2 separate regions of the Pan troglodytes genome follow, and region 1 is linked to region 2. A link is a contact called in public HiChIP or PLAC-seq data. All regions are on one chromosome and are shown on one strand. The core of a region is the stretch at or near the end of the contact, and the rest is flanking DNA. Distances in the headings are between cores, read along the strand shown.

Region 1 (6,860 bases), core at 3,791-6,290, 200 kb after region 2:
AAAGCCCAGCCACAGCCAGGAAAGGGTGGGGAGGCCACAGGCGCCAGAGCAGCTGGGCTATGTTTGGTTTTTTATTTTTTATTTTTCTATGTGACATTTAAAAATAACTTTTGCAAAAGTAACCCATTTTCCTTGTTGAAACTCAAGCGAAGAAAGGAAAAGCACAAATAAAAAAAATATCTTTTCATGTCTCCACCCAGTTAAACTCTGTCAATACTTTGGTAAGGGACCTGGGTTTTGTCTTTTTAAAATTTGTAATATAGGCCGGGCACGGTGGCTCACGCCTATAGTCCCAGCAATTTGGGAGGCCGAGGCTGGTGGATCACCTGAGGTCAGGAGTTCGAGACCAGGCTGACCAACAAGGTGAAACCCTGTCTCTACTAAAAATACAAAAATTAGCCAGGTATGGTGGCAGGCACCTGTAGCCCCAGCTACTCGGAAGGCTAAAGCAGGAGAATTGCTTGAACCCGGGAGGCAGAGGTTGCAGCGAGCTGAGACTGCGCTACTGCACTCCAGCCTGGGCGACAGAGTGAGACTCTGTCTCAAAAAAAAAAAAGAAAAAAAATTGTAATGTAATGCATGCTCTTTGTACATTTTTTTTTAATGTCAAATCAAAAGAATAAGATAAAAAAAAGAAAAAAAGTCAAATTACAGGCATCAAGTTAACAGGGAAATTCTCTCCCTCACCACAGCCCTCCTTCACAACCGAATCCCACAGCTCAGAAGTAACCATTATGAAGAGTACCAGTTTGGGCTGGGCACAGTGGCTCACGCCTGTGATCCCAGCACTTTGGGAAGCTGAGGCAGGCGGATCACCTGAGGTCACTGAGGTCAGGAGTTTGAGACCAGACTGGCCAACGTGGCAAAACCCCATCTCTATTAAAAATACAAAATTAGCTGGGCATGGTGGCGCCCTCCTGTAGTTCCAGCTTCTTGGGAGGCTGAGGCAGGAGAATTGCTTGAATCCAGGAGGCGGAGGTTACAGTGAGCCAAGATCATGCCACTGACCTCCAGCCTGGGTGACAGAGCCAGATTGTCTCAAAAAAAAAAAAAAAAAAGAAAAAGAAAAGAAAAAGAGAAAAAGCCGGGCACGGTGGCTCACACCTGTAATCCCAGCACTTTGGGAGGCTGAGGCAGGCAGATCACTTGAGGTCAGGAGTTCGAGACCAGCCTGACCAACATGGTGAAACCCCATCTCTACTACAATACAAAAATTAGCTGGGTGTAGTGGCAGACGCCTGTAATCTCAGATACTTGGGAGGTTGAGGCGGGAGAATTGCTTGAACCCTGGAGGCAGATGTTGCAGTAAGCCGAAACTGCGCCACTGCATTCCAGCCTGGGCAACAAGAGTGAAACTCCATCTTAAAAAAAAAAAAAAGAAGAAAGAAAGTACTTCCCAGATCTTTTCCTGTGCAAATATATAGGTGAATGAAAACTCGAAGCCCTGATGTGTCCCACTCTCATCCTGGGGTTGGCTTTGCACAGGGTAGGAGAGGAACATGCGATCTAAAAGAAGAGTGGGGGTCAAGTGTGGTGGCTCATGCCTGTAATCCCTGGCACTTTGGGAGGCCGAGGCAGGTAGATCACCTGAAGCAGGAGTTCGAGACCAGCCTGGCCAACATGGTAAAACCCCGTCTATACTAAAAATACCAAAAATTAGCTGCGCTTGGTGGCAGGTGCCTGTAACCCAGCTACTTGGAAGGCTGAGGCAGGAGAATTGCTTGAACCTGGGAGGTGGAGGCTGCAGTGAACCAAGATTGTGCCACTGCACTTCAGCCTGGGTGACAGAGCAAGACTCTGTCTCAAAACAAATACACAAATAAATTAACTAAATTAAATAAATACAAGAAGAGTGGTGTCTCATCACTTCCTTAAGTCTTTCAGTAGCTACAGGCGGGCCATCCAGATGGCTCTGTGTTGGGCATTTCTCATACCTAGTAGGCCCAGGACCTCTGAGCCAAAGAGGTGAAACACACAACCCAAGCCCACTGTGCACAGGGAATTTGGGCAGTTAACAGTTTGGAAACCAGACCCTTCCTGTGGTGCCTGCGGCCAGTGCAGCTCTTCAGCCCCACCCTGAGCAGATGGGAGGCTTACACCTGTCTTGTTGCAGTTGGGAACAGCCACGTGACTGTGACTGTAAGACCTGGGGCTCTATCACCGTGGTGAGATGGAAACACCATGAGTCTTTTTTGTTTTGTTTTGTGACAGCTTTATTGCTGTTATAATTGCTGATATAATTCACACACTTTTTTTTTTTTTTTTTTTGAGACAGAGTCTCGCTCTGTCACCCAGGCTAGAGTGCAGTGGTATGATCTCAGCTCACTGCAACCTCCACCTCCCAAGTTCAAGCGAGTCTCTTGCCTCAGCCTCCCAAGTAGCTGGGACTACGGGCATCCACCTCCACACCTGGCTAATTTTTGTATTTTTAGCAGAGACGGGGTTTTGCCATGTTGCCCAGACTAGTCTACAACTCCTGGGCTCAAGTGATCCACCTACCTTGGCGTCCCAAAGTGCTGGGATTACAGATGTGAGCTACCGCGCCTGGCCCATACACCCATTAAAAAAGTATAATTCAGTGGTTTTTAGTGTATTCACAGAATTGTGCAACCATCAGCACAATCAATTTTAGGACATTTTCATCACCCCAAAGAAGAAACCCTACAACTATTAATAGTCACTCCCCCTCTCCCCAAGCTCCCTTCCCTGCCCCTGGCAACCACTAATCTACTTCTCTCTTTATGGATCGATTGTCCTATTCACTGATATAAATGAAATCACATAGTATGTTGTCTTCTGTGTCTGGCTCTTTTCACATAGCATATTTTTTAAGGTTCGTCTGTGTTGTAGCATATATCAGCAGTTCATTCCTTTTTGTTGCCAAATAGTATTTCATTGTATGAATCTACTGCCTTCTTTTCTTTTTTGAGATGGAGTCTCGCTCTGTCGCCCAGGCTGGAGTGCAGTGGTGTGACCTCGGCTCACTGCAACCTCTGCCTCCCAGGTTCAAGTGATTCTCCTGCCTCAGCCTCCCGAGTAGCTGGGATTTCAGGCACATGCCATCACACCTGGCTAATTTTTGTATTTTTAATAGATACGGAGTTTCACCACGTTGTTGCCAGGAGTTCAAGACCAGCCTGGCCTCAAGTGATCCGCCCGCCTCGGCCTCTCAAAGTGCTGGGATTACAGGCATAAGCCACCGCCTGGCCTACTGCATTTTAATTATGCATTCATCAGTCATTTGGATTGTTTTCACCTTTTGCCTATTATGAATAATATTCCCATGAACATTTTGTATAAGTTTTTGTGTGGACATATGTTTTCATTTCTGCTAGGATTTGAATTGCTGGGTTATATGGTAACTTCATGTTTAATTTTTTTTAAGAATTGCCAAACTGCTTTCCATTCCCACCAGCAGTGTATGAGGGTTCTAGTTTCTCCACATCCTTGCCAACACTTGCTATTATCTGCGATTTTGATTATAGTCATGCTAGTGGGTAGTGAGTGTGTTTTGACTTGCTTTTTTTGGTCACCCACGCTGGAATGCAGTGGTGCAATCATAGCTCACTGCAGCCTCCAACTCCTGGGCTCAAGCTATCCTCCCACCTCAGCCTGTCGAGTAGCTGGGACTACAGGCACACACCACCGAGCCTGGCTAATTTTTCTTTCTTTTTTTTTTTTTTTTGTAGAGATGAGGGTCTTGTTATGTTGCCTTTGCTGATCTGGAGCTCTTGGGCTCACACCATCATCCCACCTTGGCCTCCCAAAGTGCTAGGATTACAGGCATGAGCCACCGTGACTGGCCTTGCATTTTCTTAGTGGCTAATGACGTTGAGCACCTTTTCATGTCCTTATTGGCCATTTGTATATCTTCTATGGAGAAATGTCTATTCCAATCTTTGGCCCATGTTTAAATTGGAGTATTTATCTTTTATTATTGAGTTGTAACAATTCTTTTTATATTCTAGCTGCAAATCCCTTATCAGATATGATTTGCAAATATTTTTTCCCCATTCTCTGATTGTCTTTTCACTTTCTTTTTTGTTTGTGGTTTGTTTTTGTTTTTGTTTTTTGAGAGAAGGTCTTACTCTGTCCCTCAGGCTAGAGTGTAGTGGCGGGATCTTGGCTCACTGCAACCTCTGCCTCCAGGGTTCAAGCGATTCTCGTGCCTCAGCCTCCAGAGTAGCTGGGACTACAGGCGCGCCCGGCTGCTTTTTTGTATTTTTACTAAAGACAGGGTTTCACCGTTTTGGCCAGGCTGGTCTTGAACTCCTGACCTCAGGTGATCTGCCGGCCTCGGCCTCCCAAAGTGCTGGGAAGATGGAATGAGAGAAATCCCTCAAAACATGTCATTGTTACTACTTTTCTATCTAGAATGTGTGAAATTTCTAAAATTTCACTAACAAAGTATCTGGAAGGACCTAATATTAAAATGTTCACAGTAGCTATTAGTTTTAATTCGTTTTCTTTTTTATACCTTAGCCACTCTACCACTCATGCCACAGGTATTTATTAAGCATCTACTGTGTGCCACCCAGGCCCTGTGTCAAGAGTTAGGAATAACTAAAGGAGATACTAATTTTAAAACTACACAAATAATTGCAATCGTCATACGTGCCTGTTTTTACAAAGCAGAAATCAGGAAAAACAAAGTATTTCCGATAAAAAATATTTTAAGGTTATGGATAGAGATATATACAAACAAGCGATGGGCTTGGATCACTAATGATTTTGGAAAGGACAGGAATACAGGAACTAAGCGAGAAGCAGGCGAGAATGGCGAGGCGGGAGAGGACGGAAGTTGGTCACTCCCTCGAATTGCCCCCTCGCTGCCGGATGCTAGGCCAGCCTTGAGCAGGAGAACCGGACACTGTGTACTCAGCAGGGGGAGCCAAGACTTAGCGCTAACCATTGCACCTGGGGCTGGGAGCCAGCGCCGGAGCCAGGAGGCCCGCTAGGCGGCCGCAGGCGCTGTGATGGCCACCTGGGGGCGGCCACGTGAGCGCCACGCCGTGCTCCCGCCAGGCCAGCCCCGCCCCTGCCCGCCCGCTTCTGCTCAACCTAGACCAGCCCCAGCTTCAGCCTCAGCTCCCTTCCTTCCTGGATCGAGCGCCCGCACTCCCGGCCCTGCAGCCACCCGAGTCCCGCTCGCTGTCGCCTGCACGCGAGTCCCCCCTGGCACGCGCTCCCACATCCCGGGATCGTCCCAACGGCCCCTGCGCCCTTCCTGGGATCACTCCGACTGCCCCGCGCGCCCTGGGATCGGTCCATCTGCCCCGCGTGGCCCCAGCTGCTTGCCCGGAGCGCCAGCTAGCGCTCCCCGCTCTCCGCTCCCCGGCACTCTCGGGGGGCCCGCCCGCCCTGCACCCTGGAGCTCCGGGCCGCGAGCCTCTGCCAACTCCTCTGGACCCTCGCGGCCGTGGGCAGCGGCTGCCGCGCCTGTCTGCCCGAGGGAGGTAGGTGTGGACCGCGGCCGGCAAGGCTGTGGGGGGCTGGGAGCCCGCGCTGCAGGCCTGTGCGCCCGGGTGCAGCTGGCGTCTGGAGCGTGCTGGGTCTGGGCTTGGGAATGGGGCCGGAGAAGGCATGGAAGGAGAGTGTGGGGGCGCTTCTCCTCTGGTTGTTAAACTCTCTGGGGCTCAGTGCTTGCTTTGGAGAAATGGGGAAGTTGTGCGGATTAAAGGCGATGTGGATATGGAAAGCAATTGGCAAGCAATGGGCGGTGATCTGGCTGCAAGTGACAGAGAGTTTGGGGGCCTCCGCCCTCGGGGCCCCTAGAGTGTGGGCGCATCGCTGCCTTCCTGTGCCCTGCAGGGCTCAGAGCCGCATCCCCCACCTTTTCCCTGAACTAGAGGCCTGCGTCAGCCCGAATTCCCGGAACCTCCAGGACTGTGTAGACGCGCCCTTGCTGCATTGTTGGCTGCGGGAGTTTGTTGGCAGGCGCTGCTGACATGTGTGCCAAGGGGCTGGGCATTAATAAGCCGGTGGCCGCGCGGGGGTGGGGGCCTCCCGGGTAAGCCCCGGCCTAGATCCTTTTGCGCGCGCCTGGGGGATTTCGGGGAACCAGCCCAGCTGCGCCCTGAGTGTGACAACAGATGGGCCGCATGGGGAAGTGAGATCTGCCCAGGGGGACGGTCCCAGGGAGCCCGACCTCTGGGACCTCGGTGGTGGGTGCTTCTTCAGCCAGGAAAGCAGGAAACACTAGGGCTGGAGTCCTGGGTTGGAATTCTAGCTCATTTATGCTCTCTGGCCCTCGGTTTTCTCATCGGTAGAATGGGTACAGTATTAGTATCTACCACTTAGTATCCTTGGAAAGAGTAGATGAGTATGTATATGTCAGGTGCTTGGAACAGTGCCTGGCACACAGTGTCATGGTCTATGGCCCCGGGAGACATCTGATGGCCAAGAGCCCTATGGTTGAGGGCCCTGGACAGGCTGTGAAGTCACAGCGAATTGAGTCACGTAGTCTATCCTAATGTTTTTAGCGAGGAGGAAACCGAGGATCAGAGTGATCCCCAGGCCCACAGAAGCTCCCTAAGAGGAGGCCAGTCACATAAACAGATTCTAAAAAGCGAGATGGAGTAAATGGGAATACAGAGCAAGCAGGTGGGAGCTGAGAATGCCCACTGTGTGTGTAAAGGGGAGAGGGTTATGGGGGAAGGCTTCCTGTAGCAGGTGCTGTTTAAGCTGAGCTGGGGAAGAGGCAGGTGGAAGGAGGTAGAGTTCAGAGATGGCGTATGCAGGTGTCTTCCTTCTGTGTGGCCTCCACAGCACCCGATGTTCATTCCTTTGTTCAGCTATTAATTCAACAACTACAGTAAAACCTCTCAACGACATGAATTTCAGTGTAACATGGCTGGGAT
Region 2 (6,926 bases), core at 2,322-4,821:
GCAGGGATGAAAAGACTTGGCCCATTTACTCCAACTCAGGCCAACTCAGCAGCTATCCTAGTTTCAGAACTCCCCTGGGGGTCTGCCAAAGCCTCCCATGACTGCAGCACAGACTGACTTCTCCCTCTTCCCACCCCTGCTTCCCTTTCCCCATAGGACTTGATTCTCAAAGGCTCTCTAATAAACTTTCTGCACTAATCAATAATCGCATTTCTGAGTCAGCTCAAAGGGAACCAATCCATGAAACAAACTGAGATTTGAGCCCGGGCGCAAGCTGCTAACTCTGGATTTAGTTTCTTGTGTCTTCTCTAACCCCAGAAACCCCAGGTACATGTGTGGTGCGTCCACCATGCTCTTGGCCCACGAAACCTAACCCCTAGGGAGACAGTGTGTTTATTGTCAGGCTGAAGATACTCCTTAAAGAGAAGAGTGATCACACAGTCCCTTCCACAGCTTTGCCCGTGGTCCCATCTGGATTCAGCCTCTTCTGGCCAAGGCCTGCCATCCATCACAATAGAGCATGCCATGTTCATGGCCCTTTAACAGCTGCAGAATGGCTGTTTATGACTTCAGGCTGCACAGCATATCTCCCTCCTGGAAGCCTTCTATGTTCTTCTGGGTCCCCAAGGCTTTCTGCCATAAGGAGTCTTGTGGCTCATTTCTGAAAAGTCCCAGCTGCTCTGCTTAGGGGTGGGTGAGAGGATGGGACGCTTCTGTCACCGAGGCCAGGAGTCTTGTTAGGCCAGACGGGGGGAAAAGGCCCAGAGAGGTGACATGGCTTTCCCAAGGTCAAGTCAGTAGCAGGGCAGGAACTAGAACATAGTTCTGTATTCTCTCTGCTTCACTCCATCACCTCTCCCAAACCCTTAGGGTTTGCCTCTGCTAAAATCTAGACTGAGATACAGAGGAGAAGGGAACTGATCTGTCCTGCAGATCTCAGAGACTGGGGACTTTGAAACACCAGCCAGGCACAGTGGTGTGGGCCTGTAGTCCCAGCTACTTGGGAGGCTGAGGTGGGAGGATCACTTAAGGCCAGAAGTTGAAATCCAGCGTGGACAACATAGTGAGACCCTATCTCTAAAAAAAAAAAAAAAAAAGAAAGAAAGAAAGAAAGAAAGAAAGAAAAGAAAAGAAAAGAGCTATAGGGATAAAAAGAAGGATTAATGGGAAATCTCTAAACAGTTTGGCCCCTGCCAACCCCACCTCCCATTCTGGATGGTAGGAAGGTTTGGGATAGGTGACTATTCTCTGTACTGATGTGCAGCCATTAGTATGATAAAAATGTTTTAAATTCTTTTAACTCAATACTGGTTGTTCTTGTGCTTTAATCTTAGACCCAGAACCATTTGTAGAGGGTAAAAGGAAGAACTGTATTATTTATTTATTTTATTTATTAGAGACAGGGGTCTCACTGTGTTGTCCAGGCTGGTCTTGAACTGCTGGACTCAAGTGATCCTCCCACCTCAGCTTCTGGAGTAGCTGGGATTATAGGTGCAAACCACCACGCTTGGCTACTTGTATTTATTGTAAACACAAGAACCCAATCATCATCATTCTATTCAGCTGGAGTTAGAATATGTGCAAACTGTTCAAACATTCAGCCCTAGGATTCTTTTAAGCTGGCCAGTAGAGAACATCAGTGGATATTATCTGGGAATTTAGTCCTGTATAGTTACAGTTTCTTCTATCACTGGGCAATAGAAAACCCCAACAAGAAGCCAAGAATATGACTCAATTAAATTTCTCCAGTACTTATTTAAAAAAAGAAGAAAAGAAAAAAGAAACTGAAGACTATTGCAGTAATGTGATATGCATTATATCTGGATCCTTGGAGTATATGAATTATCTTGTGTCAATTTCTGTGGCAGAGGAAAAATAAATTGTATAATAACAACAACAAAAAAACCTTTCCCCCAAGAGACCAATGTTTGGACAGAAAAGTCAATATAGACCAGCAATCAAACCCTTCCTTCTCCCAGCTATGTAGTGACACTGATACTCTGTTGCACATTTCTGCAAGGCTGTTGGATTTGGTGGAATTTGAAACCTCCTGAATTTTGTGGACATGTAAGCATTCCAAAAATAGAGACAGATGTCACTCTTCTAGGTCTTTCTAGAGACGACCTATGTGGCATTTAAGGAGAAAATGAGTGTTTCATCTCCATCTGCTGCACGGAGTACCATTAGGGAGAGCTGGATCAAACGTCAGGGTTAGTGGTGATTCGGCCCATGAGCTGTGGAAGAAAAGAAAACCTCCACCATAGCATATGCTGACAAATTATGCAAATGCCTTATTTTCCTGTTTATTCATCCAACTTAAGACGCTGCACACACAACTCAGTAAACGGGCTCATAACACCTGGTTGCTCAGGTCAAAAACTTAACTCTTGAGTTCTCTTTCAACTCCTTCCCCACTATCAGCAGGTCCTTCCCTCTATCTACAAAACATCCAAATCTGTCCATTCCTCTCCATCTTCACTACTCTCACCCTAGCCAAAGCTACACTTCTCTCTCGTGGACTACTTGGCCTCTTAACTGGCGTCCCTGTTGTCATCTTTGCCTTTCCCCCATACAAGCTACACTATGGATCTTCACAGATTAAGTAAGATCATGGGATTCTGCAAACACCCTCCATTGCCTTCTCATTGCACTCAGAACAAAATCCAAGGCCCCCAAAGCCCTACACCTGGCCTCTGCCTACCTCTTGTAATACTACTCTCCTGCCACACAGGCCATTTTGCAATTCCTCGGACACGCTGATCTCTTTCTGCCCCCCTCCCCTAATGATCTTTGCATTGGCTGTTCCCTCTGTCTGGTCTTGCGCCAGGTCTTCAAAGTGCAGGTCTTTACGATCGTGATGGTCTCAGCGGAAATGCATCCTTCCCTATCGCAGGTATCGCTCCGACTCCCATCACACTGACCTCCATTGAATTCAGGGATCTGCACCTGAAATTATCTTTATTTTACAGATAGGTTCTTAATGTGTTTCTGTCTCTTCCCACCAGAATGTGAGCTCCCCAAGAGCGGGCGCCTTGCCTCTGTCCACTCCAGTACCTCTGCACCTACAACGTCTGACGAAGAGGGGTGGTCGAAAGCTATTTGCTAAATGGGGCAATCCTGGGAGCTGACGGCCGCGGAACGGGCAATGAGAATACAAGGTGACAGGGACCGCGCGGGGCCCGGAGTCGCTCGGCGGGAGTCGGGGCCCGCCTCCTGCTGGAAGACGGGCAGCTCCCCACTCTCATTCCAGTTTTGCTTCTGAGGGGCTCAGGAGGGGCCGCAGCCTGTGCCCAGTCATCAACATCAACAATCTTATTAGTGGGCAGAAAGCCAAGAGGTGGCGTGGCCTGCCAGAAGAGACCGGGACCCGGGCAGGGACCGGAGCCGGGCCGGTCGGGTCCGGGTCCAGAACGTAGAGGCGGGCGGTGCGGGGAGGGGCCCAGGGCGGCCGGCCGAGCCGGGAGGACGGAGCTGGGGCGCGGCGGCTGGGGAGCCGGGACCGGCCTCGCCAACGCCGCGGCTTCGCTTCCGGGTGAGGGGCGGGCGGGCCGAGCAGTTCCGGGGCGGGCGGCGGTTCCGTCTGTGCGGGCCGCGCCGCGGCTGCTGGTCCCGGGCGCGCGGAGGGCGCGAGCGGCGCGCGGGGGCCGAGGGGGCGCGAGGCAGCGGCGCGGGGACTCCGGGCCCCGGCGGCGGCCCATGGGGCGGGAGGCGTGAGGCCGCTGCCTGTCCGGGGCTCGGGGGGTGGGGGGAGCGGGGCGGGGAGATGGATAAACTGACCATCATCTCAGGATGTCTCTTTCTGGCCGCCGATATCTTCGCCATCGCCAGCATCGCCAACCCGGACTGGATCAACACCGGGGAGTCTGCGGGTGAGCCGCTGGCGCGCGGGGCCGGGCGGGAGATTGGCTGAGGGCGACGCGAGGGAGGGGAGACCCGGACTGAGGAGAGGACGGGGTGGAGGGTCCCGGCCGGAGGCTAGCCTGAGGAGACCGGGGGCGGAGGGGAGACCCGGGCCGCGGAGGAAAGGGATGGAGGAGAGGAAGCCGCCGGGCGCCAGCGGGACCCCCGGGCTGAGGGGAGAGGCGCCCCAGGCCGGGTGAAAAGTGGCCGAGGAGACCTGGGCTGGGCTGGCAAGTCCCGGACCGGGGAGGAGGGGAGCAGCCCTCCGATGTGAGGGATCGCAGAGGAATGAGCTTCGTTCTGGATTTAAAAAAAAAAAAAAAAAAAAAAGTCAAGGTGGGAGACGGGAGGAAACTGAGGCTCCTGCAAGGGAATTAGAAACCAGGCGGAGAGGCTAGGGCTGGGAGTGAGGCAGCCTGCGGGGCAGTGCGGGAGCCACTAAAGAGCTGGTGGGCGAGGGGAGGCCGAGAGGGATCAGGTCCGACCCCAGACCCTCCACCACCAGAGGAAGCTGCGGCCGGGGGCGAGCCCGGGCTGCGGGCTCTGACCCCACCAGGCAGGGTGAATGGTGGGTGCTGGGAGAGCTGGTGGGGTTGGTGGGAGTGGGGGGCGCCGGATTGGAGCCCCTCTGCACCGCCGCCCCCGCCCATCCCCTGCCCGCTTGGCAGTGTTTGAGAAGCTTGTGGCTTCGGATTTTCCCTTTGAAGTGTGTATGTGGTTATAATTCTGCTTTATTTTAGGCCCGGGAGCTATAATACTACTAATAATAAACCTCATTTTATGGAGCGTCTTTCCAGCGCATCACAAAAACGCTGGAGAGATCTTAATAGTAGTTACAAAATTAAATAACACATTAGAGTTGCAGGCAGCCCGGCAGCGGGAGCAGTGCTTGCTGTACCACCACGGAGCTGTGGGCGGGAGAGGCAAGGTGGTGCCCTCGGGAAAGAGGCGGGCATCTTTTTGAAGGGTACCCCAGGTGAATGCGCTTCCAAGATTTTTCTCAGCTTGGGCCACTTCTTTCCCTGCTACCTCTTCTCCCTCCCCTCTTCCCCCGCCTCTCTTTCTCCCTCTCTCCCAGACCTGTGAGACCAAACCTTAATTAATGTAAACAGCTGTCAGGAGAGCTGCTCCGATTTAAGGAATGGTCTTGTTTTTTAACTGCTTGTTCAGTGCAGGTGAAGGAACTTTTGGAGGGTTGGGAATGTCAAGCTCCCTCCATGGATAATTTCTTATAAAAATGCGGCCGGGCGCGGTGGCTCACGCCTGTAATCCCAGCACTTTGGGAGGCCCAGGCGGGCGGATCAGGAGGTCAGGATTTCGAAACTAGCCTGATCAACATGGCGAAACCCCGTCTCTACTAAAAATACAAAAAAAAAAAAAAAAAAAAAAGAATTAGCCGGGCATGATGGCGCGCGCCTGTAATCCCAGCTACTCAGGAGGTGAGGCAGGAGAATCGCTTGAACCCGGGAGGCAGAGGTTGCAGTGAGCTGAGATTGCGCCACTGCACTCCAGCCTGGGCGACAGAGCGAGACTCTGTCTCAAAAAAAAAAAAAAAGAAAAAGAAAAGCATCACTGTGCTGTCAAAACTTACTTTTTAAGTATTACTTATGGTTCTGTATTTATCCTGCAATATTTTTAGCTCTTAGAAAAAAAGTGGTAGCTGGGACATTTGTTGCTTCCTCCTCCCTCCCTTCTGTCCCCCAATCTAGACCTAGTAACACAAAATCATGCTGTCATATTCACTGGTTATTAAAATAACACTCTAAAAATTCTGCTACTTTTCTTGCCCATAGAGTTTTAGCAGAACTCTTAATTGTAAAATATATGAAGAAAGAATCAGGATGGTTTCGAATTTGGTGGTACTATGGGCTTTGTTTATGAAAATATTGTTGCTGCCCGACAACTTAACACGGTTACATGTATGACATCCAGTTCGTGACCTGTTGATGTTTTTATCCTACTTACATGTGTATTGACTCCTTTTATGAGACTTTCAGGCTTCACGTACTTAGGGGAAAAGGGGTTTCAGTGCTGTAGCAGAAGGAATCTTTTTACAAAGAAGTTTTAGATAGAATCCCAATAGATAAAATAGACTAAATGACCATGCAAAAGATATAGTTGAAAGAGAAGAATTGTTACATATAAAAGAGAAGAAAGATAAGTGATAGCATAACATTCCTAAGATGGAAAAGGGCATAGCCGGGTGTGGTGGCTCATGCCTGTAATCCCAGCACTTTGGGAGGCCAAGGCGGACGGATCACCTGAGGACAGGAGTTTGAGACCATCCTGGCCAACATGGTGAAACCCTGTCTCTACTAAAAATACAAAGAAGTTAGCTGGGCGCGGTGGTGCATGCCTGTCATCCCAGCTACTCGGGAGGCTGAGGCAAGAGAATCGCTTGAACTTGGGAGGCGGAGGTTGCAGTGAGCCAAGATCACGCTACTGCACTCCGGCCTGGGCGACAGAATGGTACTCCGTCTTAAAAAGAAAACAGAAAAAAAAAAAAAAAGGGCAAGCTCCTCTTGTATTCAGAAGAAAGCAAGGATAGAATGAGTATAACTCTTTCAAATTTGGAGGCAAAATTGGCTGTGAGTTGCCATGGAGATAGGAGCAATGGATGTCCAAGGTCTGAGGAAATAGAAACTGTTCGAAATAATTGCAGAGAAAGCTTGCCAACGGTGATAAGTAGGATTGTCTAGCAGCACTGATGCGTCGTGGAAGTTGATGGTCATGAACATACAGTGTGATAACCTATCTGCCCTCTTGACCTTTTCTAGTAGTGCTGTGTCATTTTGGTACTAAGGTAGGTGAATTTTCCAAGTGTTCTTGGAAATAAGGAAACATCAAGAATAATGTAAAAGCCTCATATACAATAATGAATAATAAAGAATAATGTGAAGGCTTCATTCAAGGTTGGGGTTTGCCAGATACATTGCAACAAAATGACAGAGCAGCCAAGGTATTTAGGATAGTGGCCAAAGTATTGTAATGATGGCTTATGGAGTGTCAGCTGGATAAAGAGTGAA

The links. HiChIP or PLAC-seq counts read pairs in DNA pulled down with a chosen protein or histone mark.
Region 1: an H3K4me3 HiChIP or PLAC-seq map of stem cell-derived excitatory neurons shows a contact between it and region 2, with 2.6 times the contacts expected there. The contact joins the promoter of EEF2K here to the promoter of MOSMO in region 2. A contact is called at or near these places in 2 of 7 Hi-C or Micro-C datasets (induced pluripotent stem cells and stem cell-derived neural progenitor cells), 1 of 1 datasets of contacts at active chromatin or transcription factors (stem cell-derived excitatory neurons) and 1 of 1 other capture datasets (stem cell-derived neural stem cells).

Annotation. Positions count from the first base shown.
Region 1 is chr18:24,434,671-24,441,530 of NHGRI_mPanTro3-v2.0_pri, forward strand. EEF2K (eukaryotic elongation factor 2 kinase) reads left to right here and starts at 5,041. Exons shown (of 18, transcript XM_001161085.7): 1 at 5,041-5,456.
Region 2 is chr18:24,238,122-24,245,047 of NHGRI_mPanTro3-v2.0_pri, forward strand. MOSMO (modulator of smoothened) reads left to right here and starts at 3,572. Exons shown (of 3, transcript XM_016928694.4): 1 at 3,572-3,869. The coding sequence starts at 3,764.